2 separate regions of the Anas platyrhynchos genome follow, and region 2 is linked to region 1. A link is a contact called in public Hi-C data. All regions are on one chromosome and are shown on one strand. The core of a region is the stretch at or near the end of the contact, and the rest is flanking DNA. Distances in the headings are between cores, read along the strand shown. Region 1 holds the start of OSR2 (odd-skipped related transciption factor 2). Region 2 overlaps STK3 (serine/threonine kinase 3).

What was found. A called contact is a pair of places that touch in the nucleus more often than the background predicts.
Region 2: a Hi-C map of subcutaneous adipose tissue shows a contact between it and region 1, with 2.5 times the contacts expected there. The contact joins the enhancer-like site here to the promoter of OSR2 in region 1. A contact is called at or near these places in 2 of 8 Hi-C or Micro-C datasets (skeletal muscle and subcutaneous adipose tissue).

What each region holds. Positions count from the first base shown.
Region 1 is chr2:22,625,392-22,629,984 of IASCAAS_PekinDuck_T2T, forward strand. OSR2 (odd-skipped related transciption factor 2) reads right to left here and starts at 2,631. Exons shown (of 4, transcript XM_027452511.3): 1 at 2,208-2,631.
Region 2 is chr2:22,713,639-22,718,231 of IASCAAS_PekinDuck_T2T, forward strand. It overlaps STK3 (serine/threonine kinase 3), which reads left to right. Exons shown (of 11, transcript XM_038173783.2): 8 at 1,081-1,206. Among named protein-coding and RNA genes, the nearest start is that of STK3, 69 kb to the left of the region's middle. Within about 2 kb of position 2,568, at least 3 of the 8 cell types and tissues checked have an H3K27ac peak or open chromatin away from gene starts, as enhancers often do.

The sequences.
Region 1 (4,593 bases), core at 1,381-3,880:
AAGAAAAAAAGAAAAATAGAAGCCTGGCTCCCATCAGACAAACCGCGGAGAAACGCGCCCGGGACGCGCAGCCGGGGCCGCTCCGCGGGGTCCCCGCGGTCCCAGCGCGGCCACCTCGGGGGCTCCCCCTTGTCCCCCCCCCTGCCCCGAGCCGGCCTCCGGCCTCGCTGCCAGCCTGGGCTCGGCCTCCCGCAGCCCCCGGGGCGCGGAGGCCCCGACCCCGAGCCCTCCTTGGCCGGGACCCCCCCGGGAAGGCGCAGGGTGCGAGCGCGGAGCCCAGGCAGGGCCCGGGGTGGTGGTGGTGGGGGCTTTTTATTTTATTTTATTTTATTTTAATCCCCGCTCGGCTGCTTATTTTTCTTCCTTCAACACCAACCCATTTATCAAGATAATCGAGGGAGAGCGGAGCGGCTCCTGCCCCCCACACGCACACCTCCTTACCCCCGCCCCCCCCCCCCCTTCCACACACACACACACACCTCCCCCCCTCTTCCCCGAGCTGCCGGTCCTAAATAAATCCACTTTGCGCTCAGATCCCTTCCAGATGGCCCCACACAGCCCAGCCGAGCCACCCCGGCTGCGGCCGGCCCCGAGGCCTCCCCGGCCGTCGGTGGCTTTCGCTCGTCCCCTGCAGCTCGAACCCGTCGGGGAGCGGCCTGCAGCGGGACCCCCGGAGCCGCTCAGCTCCCTCCAGGCCGGGGGAAAGCTCCGGTCCCACCGCCCTGCTTCCGTACCGGGAGCCCAAGCCGGGGAAAAGGGGCTCCTGGCCCGCACTGGGATTTTGGGAGGGCCGCGGTTGAGCCAGCTCCTCTTGGGGTTTATGAGCAGGGGCGGGCAAGGCGTGCTTTCCAAAAATAGAAAATATTTAAAAATATATATATAAATCATCATAAGAAAAAAAAATAAACGGCTTTATCCTTAAAAAATAAAAAAAAATATATAGGTCACCACGTTCATAAAAAAAAAACAGCAATTAGAAAATAAGGAGTAAAAGGGAAGGTCGAGGCCGCCGAGCTGGCCCCGCACGGAGCCCTCCAGGCCGCCGCAGGGCTGGGGCTGCCCCGCCGGCTCCCCGCAGCCTCGGCCCCTCGGATGGGTTTCAAACCCCTTCGCCCCCAGCCCCTGCAGCGCTCCGGGCTGGCCCCGCGGAGAAGAAACGCGGAGAAACCTCTCGGGGGGGCATCCCCGAGCGCTCCCCGCTCCCATTTTCGTTTTCTTCGGGCCGCGGCTCGCCGCTGCCCGGCTCCCCCCGTTCGCTCCCGCAGCGTTATGGGGGTGACCCCGCGCACACGGCGACGTTTCTATTTCTTATCTTTTTATATAAATATATATTTTTTTTTCTTCGGGGAGGTGGTCGCGCGGAAACCCCTTATTTTTAAAGACCTCGCAGCGGCGGCTCCTTGCTCCCACTCCGCCAGGGAACACCGCGGAGAGGGGAAAAACCCTCCCGGCCTCGGCGAGCTCCGGGGCTCGTTTGGCACCGCCAAGGGACCCCGCAAATCTGGGCGAAAGGAGCGCGCCCAGCGCCGAAACCCCCCATTTTTAACCCCAATTTTTCCACGCGCCCCCCTTGCCCCAACCGCGCTGCCCCTGGCGCTGCTCTTTCTCGGGGCGGGGGGGGGGGGGGGGGGAAACCCCATGAAAACCTATCGAAAAAAAAAATCCCACCGCCGAGCGTCCCCGTGCCGGCTTGTAAGGCCACTTTCCACCAAGGTGAAGGGGGGAAAGTCAACCAAAAACGGATGTTACTTAAACCTTGGCACTTCCTTTTCCCTTCCCATCCAGGGCGCTTCGTTGAACGACGCCTGCTGTCTCCGCGGCGAGCCCCTCGCTACCTGCCTGCCCCCGACCCTACCCGAGCCGCCGTTCCCCTTCCTCCTGCTCCGATTTAGGGCCGGGGAACGGCCCCGGAGCTCCCCGGGTCCACCTCCAGCCCCCCGCGGCCACCCCCGGCTATTTCCACGGGGCTTCGGCAGTGAGACCCCAGGAAAAAAAAAAATAAAAAAAATAAAAATAAATATAAAAATAACTCTTCCCGGTAGGATTTTGGCGTGAACACCACCACCGAGCTTAACGGGGTGGGGTGCGGGAGGGAAAAAGGGGGTGCCCAAAGGGTGGCACTCGGGGACCCCACGGCCGAGCCGCCCCCTCCTCTCCTCTCCTCTCCCCTCCCCTCCCACCGACGGCACCGGGCAGCGCTTACCTACCGCAGCGGGCTGCTCCTGCCGGGCCTCCCGGGGCAAAAGCGAGGCGGCACCTTCACGGAGCCATTACATCCACAGCTTGGAGGGGTGGCGAGAAGCTCAGCGGGGCCGGGACCCGGCGGCGGCCGGCATGGTGGGGACGTGGAGGGCTGCAGCTGGGGGTCGTGGGGCGGCGGTGGCGGTGGTGGCGAGAGGGGGGGGTCCGCGCGTGTCCCGCTGTAAAGCCGCCTCCTGCCTTCGAGCCCGGCGAGGCTCGGCGCGAGTGTGAGCCGCCCCCTGCCCGGTCCATCACATTTCAGCGGTGAGTGGTGGCGAGGAGCCGCTGTCCCCGCCCGCCCGCCCAGCCGCCGGCCCACCCCGCGGCGCGCACAGCCCCGCGCTCGGGGCCGCGCACCCGCCCCGGCCCGCCCCCGGCCCGCCCCACCGTGCTGGCCCCGCTGTTTACTCGTGTTTGGGTAGCAACTGGGCTTTAAAGGGGCAGGATCGGCCCCCCTTTTCCTTGTCCCCCCCCTCCCGGCACGGCGTTACCTAAGGTGACTCGTGTCCCCCCCCTCCTCCCCTCCTCGCAGCGCCGCAGCCGGGGGAGGTTCGGGGGCGCGCACCCCGCTGCCGGCCCCGTTGGGTTTTCCGCAATCCTATGCCCTGTTCAGCACCGGCTGTGAAATAAACCTAAAAAAAAAAAAACCCAAACTCCCCCCAGAGCAGAGAGGGGCCCGGCAGGACCGGGAGGCGCAGGTAGCGCTCACGTCCAAAGGGCTCCGCGGCCGCCATGGCAGGTCGCCCTCCGGGCCACCACCTCCTGGAAGCTCCTGGGCTTGCCCTCAGCAAGCCACCGGGCGAAAAGCAGCGGAAAAAAATCCCTCTGCGTGTACGGGGGGGGACGCATCGGTGCGCGGGGTGCCCCCGCGCAGCCCCGCACCTGGGGCAGGCAGGGAGCTTGGGGAGCGGTTTCGGTTTTCGTGCCCGGGGAGTTGGGGCTGGATTCGGCCTCACTCCGGATTGCTCGGCTCCAAAAAGCGCTGCGCTCCTCGCTCCGCACCGCTTCGGGCCGGGGTTTTGGGGAGTTTTAATAAGAAGGTTATCTTTCTCTATGCATTGCTGAAATCCCAAGCGGGGGAGGGATTTTTTTGTACAACCTGGCCGGCAGATCCGAGGCTCTGAGTGTAAAAAGATGTGAGGAGAAATGGCGTGTGCGAAGAGCTCTGAAAATGGCTCAAGGTAGGCTGTGTGGCGTTCAACTCAAGCCCGCTGAAGAGAAGAGGACGCAAGCGACGTTTGCATTGGGATTTTTTTTTCTTTTTAATATATAGGAGAAAAAAATATCCCAATTTGGGGTGGGCAAGGGGCAGCTTTGGACGTGTCCCCGCGCCGGGGACAGGAGCGCAGGCTCTTGATCCTAAAGGAACGCGCGGCTGTAAACCCCGGCCCCATAAACAAACGGCATTTGGGCTCCTCGACCCGAAAACGCCGGCGGGGGAGGCTCCACTTTTGGGGAGCCCGAAGCGGGGACCCCCGGAGCCCGCTGCGGGGCCGGGTGCGGGACGGGGCGCGGGGAACGGGGCCGAGCCGGGCCGGGCCGGGCCGGGGCCAGCGGTGCGGTGCGGTGCGGTGGGGGGGCCGGGTCCCCGAGGGGTCGCATCGTGCTCCGGGGCCGGCTGGTCGAGAACGAAGCGGCCACGGGAGTTTTTATTCTCCTTTCCCACCCCGCGCTGGAGCCTTTCGGGGGGCCGTGGGGACCCCTCCCCGTCGACAGAAAGGCCGGAGGGGGTTGTTTCTCCTCCACCTTCGTTTCTCGCCTTTCCAGCGAGGCAAAGAAAAGCCGCACTTGTTGGGAAAAAAAATAATAATAATAAAATTAAAAAAAAAAGACAAAAATCAAACAAACAAAAGCCCGAGCTCGGGAAGCGCCCAGACGGCCGCCCAAACGAAAAAAAGCCTCCAGACCCCAAAACGGGAGAGGGGAACGAAAAACTCCCCGGGCCGCTGGCTCCGCAGACGGCTGGCGGTCCGAGGCCGGTCCGGGAGAGTGGGGAACCCCGCGGGCAGCTCGGGCCGGCTGTCCCCCGCTGTCCCCGGCCAGCAGGTGCTCGGCGACAACCCCCGGGGAGCCCCTGGGGGGGGACCCGTCGGACCCCGACCCCTCCGCGCCCCCCCGACGGCGGTGCCCGGCTGGCCCCGACGGCAGCGGCCACGGCGGCTTGTGGGGCTCGGGGCTGCTGTCCCCAGCAGGTGCCTTCCTCCTTCCACTCCTCCTCCTCCTCCTTCTCCTCCCGAAGCTGCAGCAGCTCAGCACAGCCCGCGGCCGCGCCGTGCCCGGGGCGGTGCCGGGCGGTGCGGCGGGGGCCCGGGAGCCCCGCACCCGGCCCGCGGTGCTGCAGCGCCCCCTGGG
Region 2 (4,593 bases), core at 1,318-3,817, 88 kb after region 1:
TGGATAAAAGAGACTTGCATTAGTGCTCACAAGTAATAAAAAAGCATCAGTGTTACTCTTTCCAAATACTTACTGGCCAGTGAACCAAGTACTGTGTTCATCACGGGTAAGTGTTGCTTCTTCCCCAGCTGGAACGTGGAGTGTGCGTGATGGAGCTGGAGGTGCTGTGGGCATGTTTAAGGGACACGAGCAGGAACAAAAGTACTGCTTGTGGGGCAAGGTCACGGAGGATAAAGGAGAGTAATTGGATTACTGTATCAAAGCAGAAGATAGGTAAATAGGTACAGGACGACAGGATTCGTCAGTTATGTTCTTAATGGAACGATTTTTTAATGTTTAACATTACATTTCTGAAGCTCTGAGAGCTCCTTTTCGCCTTGATCATGTTTTCATATGATGATACAAAACCAGGATTTTACTAACAGCAGGTGTTTACTAGAGAGTAAAATGAATGTAAATGGTATTGTCCACAGGTTGTCTTAAAGGAGGAACTGATGCTTTAAATGGCCTTGAATTAGAATTAATCTTCCTGCTAGAAGTAATGTATTTTGTTTTGCTTGTTCCATGTTTCAGCATCCTAGATGAAGAAATGTTTTATGACATATTAAAGTACAGGTTTGTTGAAGTAAGCAACAGCCACAGTTGCTCTGCTTACAGCCACTAATTTATGCTGTCAGCTTGTTAAGATTAATTAAATGCTGTAACTGAATATCTGAAAAAGTTTGTTTTTATATGTCAGACAATCACCACTCTATTTATTTACTACTTAATGCACATTTCCTTTGGACAATTATGTCCTTAACTATAAAGCAGTTGTTTTATGATTACATTTCCCAAGGCTTGCTGATTTTTCTCTCTCTCTTTTTTTTTTTTAAATATATGGTAAGTAAAAGTAAAATCTTAGGAAGCAGCTAAAAGTTACCACAAGTTGTGTTAGTGCAGATTTTAATTACTGTGTGATGTGAAGTTTATCACACATTTATCACTGAAGTCTGTGGTGTTGAATAATACGTGTAGTTAAATCTGAACCCTATCTATTGTAATGATGTTATATAATTTTCTTTTTTTTTTTTTGTCTAGCACACGTTTATAAAGAATGCAAAGCCTGTTTCAATTTTAAGAGACCTGATCACTGAAGCTATGGAGATAAAGGCAAAACGACATGAGGAGCAACAGAGGGAACTAGAAGAGGAAGAGGAAAACTCGGTCAGTGATTTTTTTCCTTCCCCTAGAACTATCCATATTTGATAGATAAATTACTGTTCTTTTTTGCCTGCTTCTTGTCCTTATATGTTCAAATACTTTTCTTTACTGTTTCTACCAGTTCTTTAGCCTGTGAGGTCTGAGTGTTCTACTCTTATTCATAATGAATAATGCTTCTGTGAGTAATGCTGTATGAGCCACCTTTCAGCACTATTTCATGTGGTGCCCTAGTAAGTTTTAGGAGGTGGGAAAAGAAACCATGTCAACTTCAGCTGTTCAGACTAACATTAAAAAAATAAATACTGTTGTGCTCCCATATTCACACATGGGCTTTTCAGAAAATGCTATGATTTTCAGAAGTTCAGACTACTTAGCTTTTTTGTGACATCTAATACACAAAATAGTTACCTATGAAGCACAATAAATAGTTATTAGGATACAGTTTAAATCAAGTTGTGCCTATAAAGTGAAAATGGCAAAAACATTTCATTCCTCAGATACTGTTGTTAGCATATGTTTGAGGTGAGAAGCAGGTCATGTGATAAATAGGTTGTATTTGTAATTATTTGGCAGCGTTGGCAATAAGTCAGTGTTCCTAGCACTATTTCTCTCCCTACATGATTTATTTTAGGGCAGTCTCGTGCAATGCAGCGCTATGTGCTTCAAAGAAGCCTATTGCCACACGCACAATGAGAGCCAAGGTCATTGAGGAATAACACAGAGGAAAGATGGAGACTGGAATGTCAGTAGAAATCTTACAGCTTTGAGTAAACAAAAGAGAGCAGGGCAGCGATGCACTCTGCCCTATCCCAAATCACACAGAAACTTTATGTATTAAGGGGTGTTAGGTGGTGATCTATATGTGGGAATACTTTTAAAACAAATACCGTGCAGTATTTTGTATTCTAATTTACAGTATGAGCTTTGGTTTGTTGGATGTCTGGTTGTTCTAAGGGTATATTCTAAGAAAATATATATAGCTTGTCTTTTTTAAAGTTGGTTTACGCTGGATAGTATTTGCTTAGCAATAAATCAACCAGGGAAGGTTGGGGATTATTTTTCTACGTTAGGAAATGCTACTTGTGAGATGTGTGACTTGACATGCAGTGTTGATGTTCATTGCTTAATATATAGAATAGTTGACATCTGAAGAGACTGATTATTACAGATGTTAAAAGTTAGTGTCATTACGAGCATGCTTTCCTCAGTACTATTGCCTTATGAATTGTAGACCTCAAACATTTGGGCATTGTTGATGCTTTATTGATTAACCCCAAGGTTTAGTATAAGGAAACCTCAAATATAGGGGTTGAGCAGGAGTCTGTTGCCTCTGTTACGTTGCACTAGATAGGAATTTTCCCATGTACTTCTGTGGTTTGGGAGGCACAGACAGAGGAGATGCAGATGAGTCAGCATGGGAAGCTCTGGTGTTAGCTTTCTTTGCTCCATCTTTTTCAGGATCATGCCATAGAAGAGTTGTAAAGAACAATAATGGCAGTCTCACAGAGGGTTGGAGTCAATCCTGCCAGTAGTAGCAGGGGACTTGAGGAAAAGATAAAGGCATTCACCTTTAATTTGTTAGCTCAGTCGTTAAGTGAGTCATGGAAGAGACCAATTTGAGGTGGAGTTGACTTCTGAGGAGAGAATGAAATAACAGAACGGGAGAAGGCCACAAAGAAGTCTTAATGAGCCTCATCAGCTCAGAAAAGGAAGGCAGTTGGAAAATTAGAACTGAAGTATGACTTTATGATAATGAAACACAGAAGTGGAGAAGTACAGCCGTAGACTAAGCTACACAAATAGTCTGAAGTCAAATTCATTGTGGGCTAAGGTAAATGAGGCTACCTTATGTTTATTACAGACCTTTGTATGCTTTTGAAGCTATTGTAATTCATAGGATGTGTTTGCATTACCAGGGTAGTGTGGTTGGGAGCTTTACTGTGTGATTTTCCAGCAAAAACCAACATTGCTTGTGGTAGATAAAACGGATTTTCTTTTGGAGTTAGTCTGTGTCACTTTTGTAAACTTCAGTGGGGAAGGAACAGATCTCCTTTGAGCTCGGGGAATGTTTCAGATGTAGGAAGACCACATGAAAATGTAACAAGAAGATATCATAGTTAAGTGGAGCAAAGAGGACGTAGTAGCTGGTGCTGTTGGCAGAGTGGGAAATGACACTTGTCAATGTGAAAATTCCCCCCCATGTTGATGGATAAATAAATTTAAGTATTTCTGGGTGGTAACTGTTCTGGAGAGGTTCTGTGCCTTTTTCTTTTTTAGCTCCATCAGATTTATGAAAGGAAACCTAAAAGCTACCATAAGCTATTTACTACAGCAGAAGTACCATGTAATAAATGAAAGGGTGTCCAGGTATTTTTGCTGTAAGATTTATATTGAAAAGTTCTTCAAAAGTTTGCATTTACCAAAAGATTAGTAAACAGAGTTTTTAATCCTGTTTTGTTAAATATTTTGGTTTGTGTTCTTCTGTGCTGTAGAGAGATGCATTCCTTATGTCTTCATATGGTTTTGTGGTTCTAAAAATCTGTGATAAGGATTGTAAAGCTGTGATTAGTACGTAATTTTATTTTTGTTAAAATTGTTAATATGATATTTGTTAGTAGGCATGATCTTTGCTATCAGTAAACATATGTCTATATTCATTTAGCAATGTTTGGTGAGCCTTGGGTGAAAAAAGTTTGGAAATACTTAATTTCATAGAAAAAGTGAAGTTATAGGTGAGTAAAATGAAGATTACTGATGGTGAGGTAAGGAGGAGGGATTTCTTTATTGACAAATACAGTTTGTTGAAAGTCCATGTTAGGCAGTGACCTGCAAATAGTTCTCATACTGTCACAACGCACAACTCATCTTGTTAAAAAGTGGTTTTAATAATCACTCAGTTGTGACACTGACTTCCCAAATCTTGCCACTGAGTTTTAGTGCAATACATTGTAAGAAATTCCAGATGGATTTGAGAGATAACACCAGCATCTTCAGTTGCACTTGTTAAAGATTCTGAACAGCTGAAAGCACAAAAATAAGAGATTGTGCTGAACAGTGTGACAAGCTATTACATTTTTTTATTTAACTGGAGTTGTCTATACAGTGTTTTCCTGAATGCATGTTATTCATGTGTTCACAATGCAACACGATGCATGTTGGAAGACTGGAGCACCATGTAGGTGTGAGACCCTAATCAAGTGAAATTCTGGACAGTGCAGATTTTAGTTTTTAAAGCTTACCAGGCAGATATCAACGAATGAGGCTGCAGGTGGTTTTAGGAAACCACAATCCTGAAAAATACAGGTAGACTTGGGTGCTCTTTGCATGATCAAGCATCTGAAATGATAGTATACGTTTTGGTTAGCCAACGTGCCCTGATGGCACACTTCG